2 separate regions of the Xenopus laevis genome follow, and region 1 is linked to region 2. A link is a contact called in public Hi-C data. All regions are on one chromosome and are shown on one strand. The core of a region is the stretch at or near the end of the contact, and the rest is flanking DNA. Distances in the headings are between cores, read along the strand shown. Region 1 overlaps txndc11.L (thioredoxin domain-containing protein 11). Region 2 has its middle 8.8 kb from the start of litaf.L.

Region 1 (7,144 bases), core at 1,689-4,188, 75 kb before region 2:
TGCTGCACAATGAGCTGAAGAAAGGACCCGCTCTCTTCATGTTTATTCCATACAACCCTTTAGCTGAAAAACAGCCCCTCTTGCATGAGGTTAGTGGACACATAGGTGTAACTTGCATTGCAGTAAGAGAGTAATGCTTTTTTTTTCTCTTTCAGCAAGAGAAACAAATTGACATAAATAGTATAGGATATATATTTTTATATATCCTAAATTAGTATACTATATATGCAGGTATGGGATCTGTAATACAGGTTAGGGGGCTTTCTGTAAATTGGATCTCCAATAATACCCAATAGGATTGTTTTGCTTCCTATGAGGATTAATTATATCTTCGTTGGGCTCAAGTACAGGTATAATGCACTGTTTTATTATTACAAAAAGGAGTTCATTTTTAATTATGGGAGATGGACTTCCCACAATTCGGAGGTTTCTGGATAATGGGTTTTCAGAAAATGTATCTCATACATATACTGCTTCCAAATATTTGTAGTGTTTCTCATTGCAGGTCATGGTTTTTATTCAGTGCTGTGGCACAAATAGTGATTCATTATAACTGCTTGTTGTGCTCTATAAACCTCTGCTACCTAACATGAGTTGTTTTCCTTTCACATGATTAGCAAGCACCATGAGTTTTTCTCCACAGGAAAGCAAGACCATGTATAACTTCATATAGGGATTCTTCACTGCATATACTACATACGTGAACATGTAAAGAATCCATAAATGAGGTGTGGAGCACCCATCTATCAGTTTCAGCAGTCTACTTATAATAAAACTTGTCCTGTAGGAACTGCAGCTTCTGCCTGGTCGAGAGTCAGACTTAACTAGAAGGTTAACATCTAATTTAACTTTTTGTAAATCATGTTTATTTGACCAAGGATCATTAAGCAGCGTGGCTTCCGAAGAAACCAATTGGTTGAATTGCAAAACGACCACTTCAGCTCATTCCCATATATCTTTAAAGCCATAAGCAATGTGATTTGCATAGAGAATGATGGGAAATATCTGCCACATCAACCAAATTACCTTCCAAATTACCATCTCTGGTTTGCTTTTAGGGTTGCCTACAGTACATCTTTGCTTCAACAGGCGATTAACCTCCCCAAAATGCCTTTCCACCGTCAATAATGTGACTCTCCAGCAGGATGGCATAAGCATTGCTTTGGTTTTCTGAAGTTTACTTGTGAGGCAATTTTAGGTGATTTCGGAAAACGATGCTTATGCCACCCCGCAGGCGATTCACATTCTTGCCGGTTGGAAGGTATTTTGGGGAGATTAATCACCAGCAGTAACGAAGATGTATTGCAGGTGAATAAATTACAACTAGCGGTTCAGTTCAGTCCATATTGTGGTTTTAATCAGTGATTTTTGATTTTATGATCAAATAAATGAAATGCTAGAACAGGTTTTTTTTTTTGTTTTGTTTTTTTAATTCATGACCCTCCAGCAACTATTGTTCAGGGTACTGAGGAAACTAAAGGGCAGTAAGTCTGCATGGCTGCATGTAGACTTTTTATTTTAAGTGTGCTGATTTAACCCAACCTTTGAAGCAAGAATCACAAAGAACTTGTTTAGCAGCAGAATCTTATCTTGACATTAGTACTTAACTGAAACTTGGTTTAGGCATGATCAAAAGATCTATCTTGTGTTATTGAACTCCTGTACTTGGCTATTGCAGCATTCCCTGAAGGCAGGGAAAAAGCAGGAATATCAGTCCTAACTAGCTTTTGTTTCATAAATCCTAATTTGTAAAATTATTTTTTTTTATACCCTATATCATGAGCAACTAGAATTAATGGTGCATAAGATGTCCAAATATAACCTTAAGATGAAAGTGGAGTTGAATTTCAATGCATATCGTTGTATATGCAAGTAACACATCTATCATCTGATTACAGAGCTTGTTTACAAGCTAATTTAATTGTTGGGTCATTGAACTCTTATTATAACTGACAGCATTTGCCTGCAAACTACCGGTAGTTGAAATTATTGGTCTATGAAACATTAAGCATTATACTATGCTCATAAGATTCATCTAAGAGGGAAGCATAAAAGGAGGGTATATTGTTCCCCATGAAAGCCAGCTGTTCAGAGCTTTTACAACAGTATTGCAATTCTTTACTTAAAATTAAACAAATAAAATCAGTTGTGATGTTCATAGACTAAGGCTAATGCCACATGGTCTGATTCTGGGCCGGCATATAAATGCAGACTGAGAATCAGCCCCTCCACTGGCTTCAGGGATCAAGTATGCATTTCGGCACAGAAATCTACTCCGTGTGCAGCAGAGGTTCTTGAGTTACTGGAAACAGCCTGGTCTGCCTTTAGCCTTTATGCTAATATAAACACCATGCTCGATTTACATTAGAATTTAAGTCTTCACACATGCAAATGGATGGAATTCAGTAAGTCTCAGAACTATCTGTAACCACAATTTTTCAACAGGATCAGGTTCAGTATAAATTAATAATATTTTAAAGGTTTGCCATATCCTTATTGAAACCAATATAAAAGCCAGAAAAGGCCCTGCTTGTTACTTTATTGTGTTGATTATTCGGGGATCAGCACTAGGAGGAGAATGATTAGGTAACTAGATGTTACCGGGCCCCATAGCAAATTAATTTTAGGGCCCCAACATATGCAGGGGTTGACCTGTTTTACCAATATATGTTAAATTGCTCATTAATTAGGGCATCATGGGGCCCCTATACCTCCTTTTTTGGGAACCAATGTATTTTGGATCAGTCGGCAATAATAATAATAATAATAATCTAGAAAAAATATTTTCCCCAACCAAAGGTACGGGTTAATAGAGCCCGCACTCTGGTTGGGGGTAACAGTATTAGTGCTAGGACATTCACACCAGGAGGGAACTGCCAGTGCGAGCAGCCATGTTGTGCAGAGCACATGCGCATAATGAACTTCTGATGCCACGTGCATGCACATAAGGAGCAAGTTGCGTCATTAGCTCATTATGTGCATGCGTGTGCCCCAACATGGCCATTGGGAGCTCCTGGTGCGGGTGTCCTAACGCTGGCGGGCCATTTAAAAAAAACAAACTACTGTTACTCCCAAATAGAGCTCGATTAGCCCACACCTTTGGTTGGGGAAAATATATTCACCCAACAGGTGCCCTTTAAGGCTACTAAGAAATTATTTAAACATTATTGTTACAGAGAAAAAGGAAATCATTATTCAAAATTTGAATTATTCGTCTATGGGGAATTACCTTAACGCAATTCCGAGCTTTCTGTATAACAGGTTTCCGAATAATGTATCTTATACTTGTAAATATATTGAAAGGTGAGGACAAAAGAGGACCATGTTCTAATACTATGTACTGTATATACAAATCTCAGCACTGCTTTTTGTAGATTTAGCAAAATCTAATCTAATGGCAGCATGACTTGTTTAATAAATATCAAGAAACGGAAGGCAGCAGACGGCTATGTATTATAGGAAAGATTGCTTGCAATTTGAATATTCTCAGTGAAGTAGCTCACAATTTTGTTTTCTGTCTTCTAGATTGCCGAAGTTGCCCTGCAGTACAACAGTTGTTCTAAAAGCCTTCCTGTTAATGATGACCATGATCAAAAACAAGTTCAAGATAGAAAGACTTCATCAGATACAGATTCCCATAATACCGGAAGATTTTCCTGTTGTAATACCGTAGTTCTCCCTCAATGGCACTTAATGTCAAGGATTCACAATATTTGTGAACTGTGTGTCAATCAATCTGCCGGTATCAGGCCAAGTAAGGTCTACATGCACCGCTGCAACTTTCTTGATATCGAAGCTGCTTTAGACTCGTTCTACCTCAAAGAACATTCCTTTATGGGCTTCCTTTCTAAATTTAGAGAGTGCAGCAATTTCCCAAGTTTTTACAGTCCCTATAATCACTATACCGCATGTTGTCAGACTTTAAGCAGGGAACTCATTGCTTCCAGTAGCTTCCTTCAGAACACTCGCGTTCTACCTTCTTCCAATGGGAAGAACTTCAAAGAAGAGCTAACACATTTAGTGCCTCATATTGAGGAGAAGACACTTTTAAGTCCTAGCTATCATATCAGCGGTAATAGTATTACTGGCCTCAGCTGTAGGACCAACAAGACTTTAAATCTATATCTTCTGGATTCCAACTTGTCTTGGATATACGCTGAAAGACTCGGAGCCGCTGGATCAGCTTCTGGAAAAGAGTTTGCTGCCATTGTAGACTTGAAAGAAGAAGTGCACTACATCCTTAACCACTGGCAACCCCTCATTAAACCAAATCTAGGTAGGAAAAAAATTAACATGTAGATTTTATCCTCATTTAATATAATAATGTTTTTAGGCTTCATTATCTATAAATGCATTGTTCCCTGTTTATACCTCATATCATCAGGTTTCTTTACCTCTATGTTAATTGTTAAAGAGGCATAAGATGCTGATTTATTCAGTAATGACCACTTTAAAATAATGAGGAAAACATTTTTGCATAATAAAAGAAAATGTAATTCTAACCAGATTACGAGTACTTATTGATGACAGTTTTGAATGATTTTATTGTTCCAATTCCGCCTTCTCTTTTCCATGATTTTTAACGCAGGTATGGGATCCGTTATCCGCAAAGCTCAAATTATGGGAAGGAAGTTTCACAAAGACTGTATTTTATCCAAATGATAGATTTTTTTTTTTTATAAATTATTTCCTTTTTTCTTGTGATAATAAAACTGTAACTTGTACTTGATACATGATTTTTTGGTAGTCTTAAGGTATGAAGATCTTCATTATGGAAAGATCCATTATCTGGGAAAAGCCCAGATCGTGAGCATTTTGTCTAACAAGTCCAATTTCAAGCATAATCTGCATGTTTTACAATGCAGTGTTTTTTTCCCAGAATTCCAGTGTCATTGTGGACGCTTGGGGAAAATGATTACTTTATATTGGAAAGTTTCTTATACTTTCATTATACAAAAAACTATAAAATGTTTAAGCACTATATAAAGCTGACTCCTCTATAGTATATAAAGAGGAAATTAAATCATTAAAGGGTTGGTTCACCTTTATGTTAACTTTTTGTATGTTATAAAACGGCTAATTAACATTTTTTTTATGCAAATGCATCGGAATCTGTGGACTTTTTTTGTTTCAAAAAAATTTTGCTCATCACTGTGCCTCATACAGGTCAGAAAACAGACTTTAGTACCAAAAATTGTAGCTTTGCTATGTGGTATTATGCAGTAACGCACAATGCTAGAAAAGCATATTTTTTACGAAAAGGCTTTATTTATAGGAAACCGTGTTTTACATGTCGACTTTTTTATGTGGTCTTTTTTTATAGTGACCTGCGATGTTCAGGGTTATACATATACATGTTTTATTATGTTATTTGGAAAGCTGATTATAAGTTCTATGTCTGCAAAATGTTCTGTATGCCTCACTGATTTTTTTGTATGTTGTACCCACCTGCTGAACCCCACAGCTTACAGGGGATATTGGCAGGATGTGCACTGAAATAGAGTCATGCAAATGCAAGAGTTTCTCAGAAGTGGGTCTATTTTAGAGATCTTACAGGGGAACTAAATCCACTGTATCGTTGTTTAACCATTTGTGCCCCTGAACCGACCACAATGAAGGCATCTGAAAATAGTTGTGTTCCATTTGGCAGTCCATTCGACATGGTTCCAGTGTAGCCTGTACAGGGGCATGAAGTTTTAAAAATTTATACAGGAGGAGGTTTAGTTTCCCTTAACGTTTTAATCACTTTTACTTGTTTTAGATTATTTTATTGCCTTTATAAGCTTATTTCCACTGAATATATATCCTCCTTTTATTTGCAGAGGCTTTTATTCAGAACTACAGCAAAGTTTACAGCCCCTTACAAAGGCATCTGGTGGGGGACTCTCCTCCCCATGTATCCAGCCAGCAATTAATCACTGAAGTAACATCAAGCACATTTTATCCTGTTGTGCTGGAAAGCAAAAAGGTGCATTGTTCTTTCTTGATAATCACTATTTCTGTGACCTTTTTTAATTGGCAATTCATCTTTGCAACATGTATTTCAAATTAAAGCAAATGTTAACGAGTAACTGTACCCATTAAACGTTCTGCATAAATAAACAACATTTAATTCTAAGCAACTCCTTATACATTCATTAGAAAATGTCAGTGGGTAATTGCTACTGAAAGCAGTATCTGTTGATTTCTATTCTCTGCACTGTTGCCTCTCACTCTTGCAGCAGTGTAGCAGAAGCCCGTTGATTAACAGACCGAGAAGAAGCAAGCAAGGAATTGTGATAACTAAAGTCTTGTCTGGAGTAGAATTGGCTTCTGCTACATTGTTTGAAGAGTCAGAACCAACAGTGCAAAAGGGACTGCATGCATTGCAGCATGTATTTCGCACAATTACGAACATTTCCTATTAAGGATAAATACCAATAGATTTAATCTGTAATCACAAAAAGTAAGATATGCTGGAAGTCCCAGAATCCAGTTACTAACAGAACCAACCAGAGTTCATTCCTCTACAAAGAATTCTTATTTTTTTTACACTGAGCCTACATATTACAAAGCACTTAATAATAATTTTCCTTAATCCTGTTTGTTTCTGTCCTGCTGGAGCTTACAGTCTAATTGCACTATCACAGTCTTAAAAGACATGTGCAGACTTGTGTAGGCTTTTGAGTAGAATTTGGTAGACATCTTTATTCAAGGACAAGTCTCTGTCGGCCCCCGAGGCAACGATTGGATCTTCCCGATTTGGTCCAGCATGTGGAGCAACAATTGCTCATCCTGTGTATGTCTCTAGAGAACAGAGATTCTTGCATTTTTTGAGCCGAAATCCGTTTATGCAATTTAGCTTGTCTTTGCATTCTTAAACAGGCCAAAAAGCAAAAATCAAACAGCAAGGTGTGACAGTGTTAGTATACAGGAAATCAATCCGTTAGTCTTGAATGGTATTGAACATTTCCCTCACCAGTTTATGACCATATCTTAAAGATCACACACACTAGTTTTGCAATTGAGTGATACTGTAATCTTGTTTCTATCACAGGATGTATTGTTGGTGTATTATACAACCTGGTGTGGTTTTTGTGCTGCTTTGAATCATGTTTTCATCCGTCTCGCTCAGCTTCTGGCTACCGATAGCCTCATTGTGACA
Region 2 (6,894 bases), core at 3,964-6,463:
ACCTTTTCAAAATCTCTAGAGATTAGCACGGTGGTAACGCTGGGTCAAAGTTATTTTGATTTTGTCTGGTTGGCCTGCTTGCTCAGATTACATTCATTCTTATTGGACCATTTCCCATAAAGTTGAATGTATTACACTAGTTTAATAACATGGAGGGAAATGTGATCATATGTTGCTTACTTAAAGCTGCCTATACACAGACAGTCCAAAGAGGAAGAAGAATGGATTCCCGCTCCTTTTATACATCGAGGACCAAAAAAATACATTATATCCTTACAATTCTATAAACCGAATGATTGGTCTAATGACCGTTTCACTTATCATTCAACAATTGGTCTAACAGGGCCTGCACTTGAGTTAAGGGAAGCAACAGTATTTTCTAAAGAGAAAAACCTTGTGGGCGTTACCCCAACTGAACTGGGGCCAGTGCATCCCCAAATCCTACAATACACTCAAGCACATAATGAGTGAGCAGGGCCCAACATGGCCGCCAGGGCGACGTAGCTCTTGCAAGAGGGGTTTCCTTCAAATAATACTACTAATAATACTACTAATAATTCAAATACAACCAGAGTTTGGAGGTGGAAACAATTTTGGCACAAGGTGCCCTTTAATATTGCGAGAGTTCCCTTGCCATCGGCACTTCTGGGAAATAAAAGTCTTCAATATCCCTTTAAAGAAATACCAGTATTCATCTATAACAATATTATACTTTTAGATACATGTTTCTGAAGGAGCCAGCCCACATTTATCTGATTTACTTTGCCATGCGGTTAGGTTATCCAAGGTATCTGATATTCCTATAGGCTAGTATATTTACATAACCTGTCAATGAACCATTAAATCCAGATCATATGGCGATGAAGCATCACGCTGCAGATGTGCCATTAGTATTTTTATGTCTTTGCGTAAAAAAACACAAAGCTGTACTTATCTGTGATTTATCCCTTTTGAGCAGGAGCTGTTCCCTCACACACAAAGATGTAATGTCATGTAATTACTGTACCTAGCAATTTGGTGACTTGCTAACATCTCCATAGTGACTGCTAATTTACTAGCACAATTTCTCATCTCTTGCTCTTTCAGAGGTTAATTTTAGATGGTGATATATAATAATAATTGTCCTTTCTCAAAAACCAATGCAAGCTGCAAGCAGTTTCTTCATTTCTGATTTTAAGATTAGATGTGTTTATAAAGTCTAAACTAGTTCAGATGCTCTTTACACGAGAAACAAAGTTGCCCGAACTCAGCCACAACAACGTACAAATTGTATTTACAAATAAGCCCATGTTCTCCTCTCTGTTGCTTTCTATGGGCTGAGGGTGATGTGCATATATTAATGTGCATATAAAGGTTACCTATAGGTCATGTTGATTGGCTGATAGGTCTGCTTTTGGAAGTAATTGTTACTTGAAGTTCCTAAACCTGACTGTTTTTCCAACCTGACTGTCCCTTCTGAGCCTGTCAGTTTCTAATGTTAATGGCCTAATGCTACACAAATATGGCAGCTCCCTCATAGAGGAACATGGGGGATCAGATAGGTAATGTAAAAGCATTGGGCCAATGATTTCATGGCAAAATTATAAATAGCATGGAAAGACAATGTTATGAGATGTAAAAAGAAAGTTTAATTTCTGGTGTCAGTATCCCTTTAAAATGGCATCTGCTATTTCAGGCAATTCAGACAGAAGGCAATGGGTGGCAGGGCCAGGCCAAGCCAGCTGGGCGCCCTAGGCAACCCAGCCGGCCTCCCCGGTCCCCCCCGCATGCATGTGTGTGCGCACGCCCCAAATGAACCGCAACTTGCGCATGCGTAGGACGGGGAGAGAGGCGGACGCAGGGGAGGAGATCGACGTAGGGGAGGAGAACGACGGAGGGGAGGAGAGCAATGGAGGGAGGGGAAGCAGAGGAGGAGAGCGACGGAGGGGAGAGGCAAATCAACAAAGGGGAGGGGAAGGGGGGAGAGAGCGATAGAGGGGAAGGGGCAGAGCAACAGAGGGGAAAGTGTGGCGGAGGGTGGGGAACCAAAGAGAGCTGTGATAACGGACTAAGGGTAGGCAGAAGACAGTTTAAGCGGTACCTGCCTAGCGCCCCCTGTTGTTGCGCCCTAGGCAGGTGCCTCTTCTGCCTACCCCTAGTTCCGGCCCTGATGGGTGGGGAGTGATTTTGGAAATTCTGGGTCTGTGAGCAGCTGAATGAATTCATAGTAAGTGAAAGCAGTTACGTTAAAAGCTAGGAACAGCATAGGGGCATGTTCCCTTTAAAATAATCTAGAATTTAATCTTTTTTAGGAGATAATTGTGGGCAAAGGGCTGTATGAAGAGCTTGCTAATCAGTGGTGCTAACATTTCTGACACTTTATCCTACTGAGCTCTGAGTGTAATGACCTTTAGTTGCTTATTATTATTATTATTATTATTATTATTATTTTTCTGGCTCTTTTCAATCTTCAGTCACCTATCATGAACTCTGCTTGCAAGACTGCAGCTAACGTTCAGACATAGTTTCTTCTTTCTTCCTTCTCAGACTTTATTGCCAATAGCGAGACACCTGCCCAATTTTTTATTTTGCATCAAATTACCTTTTGCCATCTTTCGGACTAGGCCATACACTTTTATTTTACTGATTTTTTTTATACATTTCCATTTTATCATGGGACATTTATACCATCTGGACACTATCTTAAAGTTAGTTTCTTGTGATTTACATGCAATGGAAAACTTATGGGTTAAGGTAAAACAAGCATTCCATTGTTCTGCTGTAAATTCAGATTGTAATTCCCTTTCCCATGTAACTGTATATTTTTGCAAAGACACTGTCTCTTTCTGATCTGCAAGTTTATATAATACGGAAATCAAATGTCTGACAGGAGATTTAAGTACGCAAAGCGATTCAATAGGAGAGACAGGCGTTTGTCTCATTATCTTTGAGGGGCCATTAGCCAATGGCGGAGTTGGTTATACCTAAACCTGAATAAAAAAAAATTCTGGCACTTCAGGACAGATGTGAGTCAGTGGTAACAAAACATTATTTTCTAGTACTTGTGAACAGATAAAGCTTTCATTGTACATTCTCCCAAGAAAGCCTGCACTCATCATTCCAGGAACAAAATGTGGATTTCCCACTATAGGGGTGAGAGGACCCTCCCGTGAAATCAGGGAAGGGGTCTCAAGAAGATATCTATCAGCTTGAGTTAAAGTCTCTCTGCAGACTTTGGGAAGAATGATTAAGGAGGGTCTAAGAGAGGGATGGAGCCACCATGCTTGCAGTGGTCTGTCTACTATGAGTTGCTCAAATTGAATCCATCTTTTATCCATAGGATAATAAAACCATTCCAATATTCTGCTCAATGTGACTGCTTTCAAATAAATTTCAAGATGAGGAAGAGCTAGACCCCCTAATGATGTGGGTTTAATTAGAATGCTTTTATTGATCCTGGGTTTTGTACCTTTCCAGATAAAAGTTCCAAATGTGGCTTGTAGAGTGTCCAAAAAGCGTTTGGAGGGGGCTTCAGGTATTGTCTGAAATTGGTACAGAATTCTGGGTAAAACATTCATTTTGAGTAAGTTAATGCGGCAAAACCAGGACAGTGGGAGAGATTGCCAACGTTTCAGGTCTGCTAAAATTTATGGTTTATAGAGGATAGATTAGTGAGATCTGCTGGAATATGGATGCCCAGGTATCGCAAGGAATTGCGATTCCATTTAAAAGGGTAATTTGTTTGCAGATCTTGTTGCAAATGAGCAGGAAGGGAAATATTGAGTGCTTCAGACTTGTCAAAATAAAAAAATATTTTAAACAATTGAATGAATGAATGTGATAACTGTGCCACCTGCTGGTCATTGCCAGACTGTCTACATTAAGAAAAATGATTAACGATCAGATTAACGAAAGGATTAAAGACTAACGGAGAAAAGAAAGAAGTGATCTAGATTATGTAAAGAAACATCAGATGACTTTACATATGACTTTTTATTAAAATATCTATTGCCTCCTATCTTGGCAATGAAAAAGAAAAAATGATTGAATGTAAATCACAAAAGTGTTTAGAAGAAAGAGAAACTTTACATAAACTGGTTTCAAAGGCCATATGGATAGGGTTGCCACCTTTTCTGGAAAAAAATACCAGCCTTCCTATATATTTAACTTTTTTCCCTATGAATAAAATTGGGATCAACCATAATTTTTACAGACCAGGTGGCAACCGTAGGTATGGATTGACAAATTATGGAATAGCCCAGGTCCCAAGCATTCTGATAAGGGCAGAGACACACAGTCAGATTAAGGGAGATTATTCGCCCGGCTACAAATCTACTCTTCTTCGGGGCAACTAATCTTCCTGAACTGCATTCCTGTCGGCTAAAATGAAAATCGCTGGCAGGATGGCAATTGGAGCGATTCGTTTTCCGGAGTCGCCTGAAGTTTCCTTGCGAGGCAACTTCAGGTGACTTCGGAAAATGAAGAGCTCTGAATGCCATCCTGCCGGGGTTTTTCATTCTAGCCGGTGGGAAGGCAGTTTGCGGAGATTACGCCCCATAGAAGAGATTTGTCACCGAATCTAACCGTGTGTCTCTGCCCTTAGACTTACTTACATGCCTATATAAATGTTTACTAGCTTAGTGCAACACTGTGATCAGTTTTGGAGATACAGCACAAACTGGGTATGCTTCTATGCATTCCCAAATCATTTGTATGCAGCTACTGCCATCTGCTGGTATCCAGTAGAGCAGATACAATATTGTCTGCATTTTCTATTTGTTTATACATTATCATTTTGTATTGGTGTAAAGACATTATAACAACACAAAATTTACATTCCAGTTGCTGAAGACAGTTTTTAAAGGTTTGATCATCCAAAATACCTTTTCTACATAGTCCTTCTAGACTAGATTTTGCAGTTGAATACACTGCTCATAAAAATATTAGTTTTTTTTTTGGATGTACCAAATCCACCATCTAGAAGGCTTTTGTCAGGCTGAATGCAATCTTATGGCTGATTTAAATATTTATATAAGCAGTGTTGGGCTGCGGGGCCCAGGGCCCAAATGGACTGCTGCCTTAGGGGCCCCCACACCATCTAGGCTTGCCACCTGTCTGGTTTTGACCAGGACAGCACTGTCTTTTTGAAGGGCTGCTCGGGTCAAAACTGGCTGCCCGGTTTTTGAAATTAGGAAAACCAATCAGGATTTCCTGGGATTGACGGGGCGATCGGCCAATCGCCACGTCAAAGCCCTGCCCTGACGTCACAGCCCTGCCCCCACAATGTCATGCCCTGCCCCGCCCCCCACTGCATCACCTCTATATACCTCTTGTCAAATCATGAAAACCCAAATGATATGATAAACCTGCTATATTTTGTTCGCTGATAACCTCTGAATCAGATCTAGTGCCCTTTTGGACGCCCACTGCGAAAATGGAAAATCTCAGATATATACACGTCTCTGTGTATCTAATAGTCAGTGTAGACATATCAGTCTTCAACATCAAGAAAAAATGTATGATTTCTGAAAAAATGGTGACAAAGCTTGCATACCTTTTTCCCTGATTGTGTTTATTTATTTTCAGACACAAACATGTTTCAGAAAATATTCAAACAGAATAATTTGTGGCAAAAAAAACATAGTTACATTAATTTTTAACGAGGTTATATCATTTCTACTAAAATTGAAAATTAGTGGAAAATTTACCTGCTTGGAATCCATAGAGACACTTTTTGTTTTTGCATTCTATTCTACAATAAATTGTAGGTCCAGGGCCTGCGGCAGTATGTTGCAGTATATCCCTCTAATTATAAAGTAAATCCATAGTAGTGTTCGAATTATGGGAAGGCTGTCTCCCATAGACTCCATTTTATCCAAATCTTTAAAAATGATATCCTTTTTCTCTGTAATAATAAAACAGTACTTTGTACTTGATCCAAACTAAGATATAATTAATCCTTATTGGAGGTACAATCACCCTGCTGGGTTTTTAGTTAATGTTTCTATGTTTTTCTAGTAGATCTAGAAAACTCCCAGGTCCCGAACATTTGGGATAACAGGTCTCATACACGTTTTTTTAAATGGTCGATAAATGCTGCCCACCAGCATATTAAAGGGGTTGTAAATGTTTAAATTAAATTACGCATGTAATCGCCAACCACAGGTTGAGAAGCAGCCCAATTGACAATAATTGAGTGTGTTTACTCCTGTGCTCCCCTGAGGCTGAACAGAAAGAAAACGCAACGCAGGGAAGCGCAGGTAAAAACGCCCGTGTGTAAAGGCCCTAACAATTTTGAGGTAAGCAAATAAGTAATTATAACAATTTAGAGAAGGAGGTCCCTTGGGAAAAGTTAGACTCACAGCTTAAATGGCAATTCACCTTTATTAGCAAAACTGTAATAACTGAAAAAAAACACAGAAATATGTTCAAACTTTCATAATCTGACACATTTTTTAAAATGAACATGGTAATTAGGGGGTATGTACATGTAAAAGTCCAGTTTTGCATTTGGGAACTCCAGACCCTCCTGGTCTAGCTCCCAGTCAAATGACTACTCCAGCTTTTACTCTACATTTTGCAGCCAGATTCTTATTCCACTCTGTCTTCAGTGAAGTAAAACCAGCAATGGCTGTGGGCACATTGCTCTGTTTATATGAACTCAGTTGCACAGCAGCGGCACCTTGTGACACCCTCCTGTATCTGCCAGACACACTGCACAGGGACAAGGCTCCAGCCCCTCCCGTCACACTAAGTTCAACCTGTAGCTCACAGGCAGGGGATTTCCCAACATGTCAATGTTAAGGAACAGAGGGAAATTAACCCTCTGTATCCCTACAGGAACATGTTTGCAAATGGTGTGGAGCTGGGTGTCTGAATGGAAATACATGAAAGTAAGCTGGGTTGGGAATGTGT

Evidence for each region. Hi-C and Micro-C count contacts between places; a contact is called where the count stands out from the background.
Region 1: a contact with region 2 is called in a Hi-C map of the XL177 cell line, with 4 times the contacts expected there. The contact joins two enhancer-like sites. A contact is called at or near these places in 3 of 4 Hi-C or Micro-C datasets (the XL177 cell line, the XTC cell line and animal cap).

Annotation. Positions count from the first base shown.
Region 1 is chr9_10L:99,812,760-99,819,903 of Xenopus_laevis_v10.1, reverse strand. It overlaps txndc11.L (thioredoxin domain-containing protein 11), which reads left to right. Exons shown (of 12, transcript XM_018236305.2): 7 at 1-89; 8 at 3,526-4,276; 9 at 5,823-5,968; 10 at 7,037-7,144. Among protein-coding and RNA genes, the nearest start is that of txndc11.L, 20 kb to the left of the region's middle. Within about 2 kb of position 2,938, at least 2 of the 7 cell types and tissues checked have an H3K27ac peak or open chromatin away from gene starts, as enhancers often do.
Region 2 is chr9_10L:99,740,195-99,747,088 of Xenopus_laevis_v10.1, reverse strand. No RefSeq gene overlaps it. Among protein-coding and RNA genes, the nearest start is that of litaf.L, 8.8 kb to the right of the region's middle. Within about 2 kb of position 5,213, at least 1 of the 7 cell types and tissues checked has an H3K27ac peak or open chromatin away from gene starts, as enhancers often do.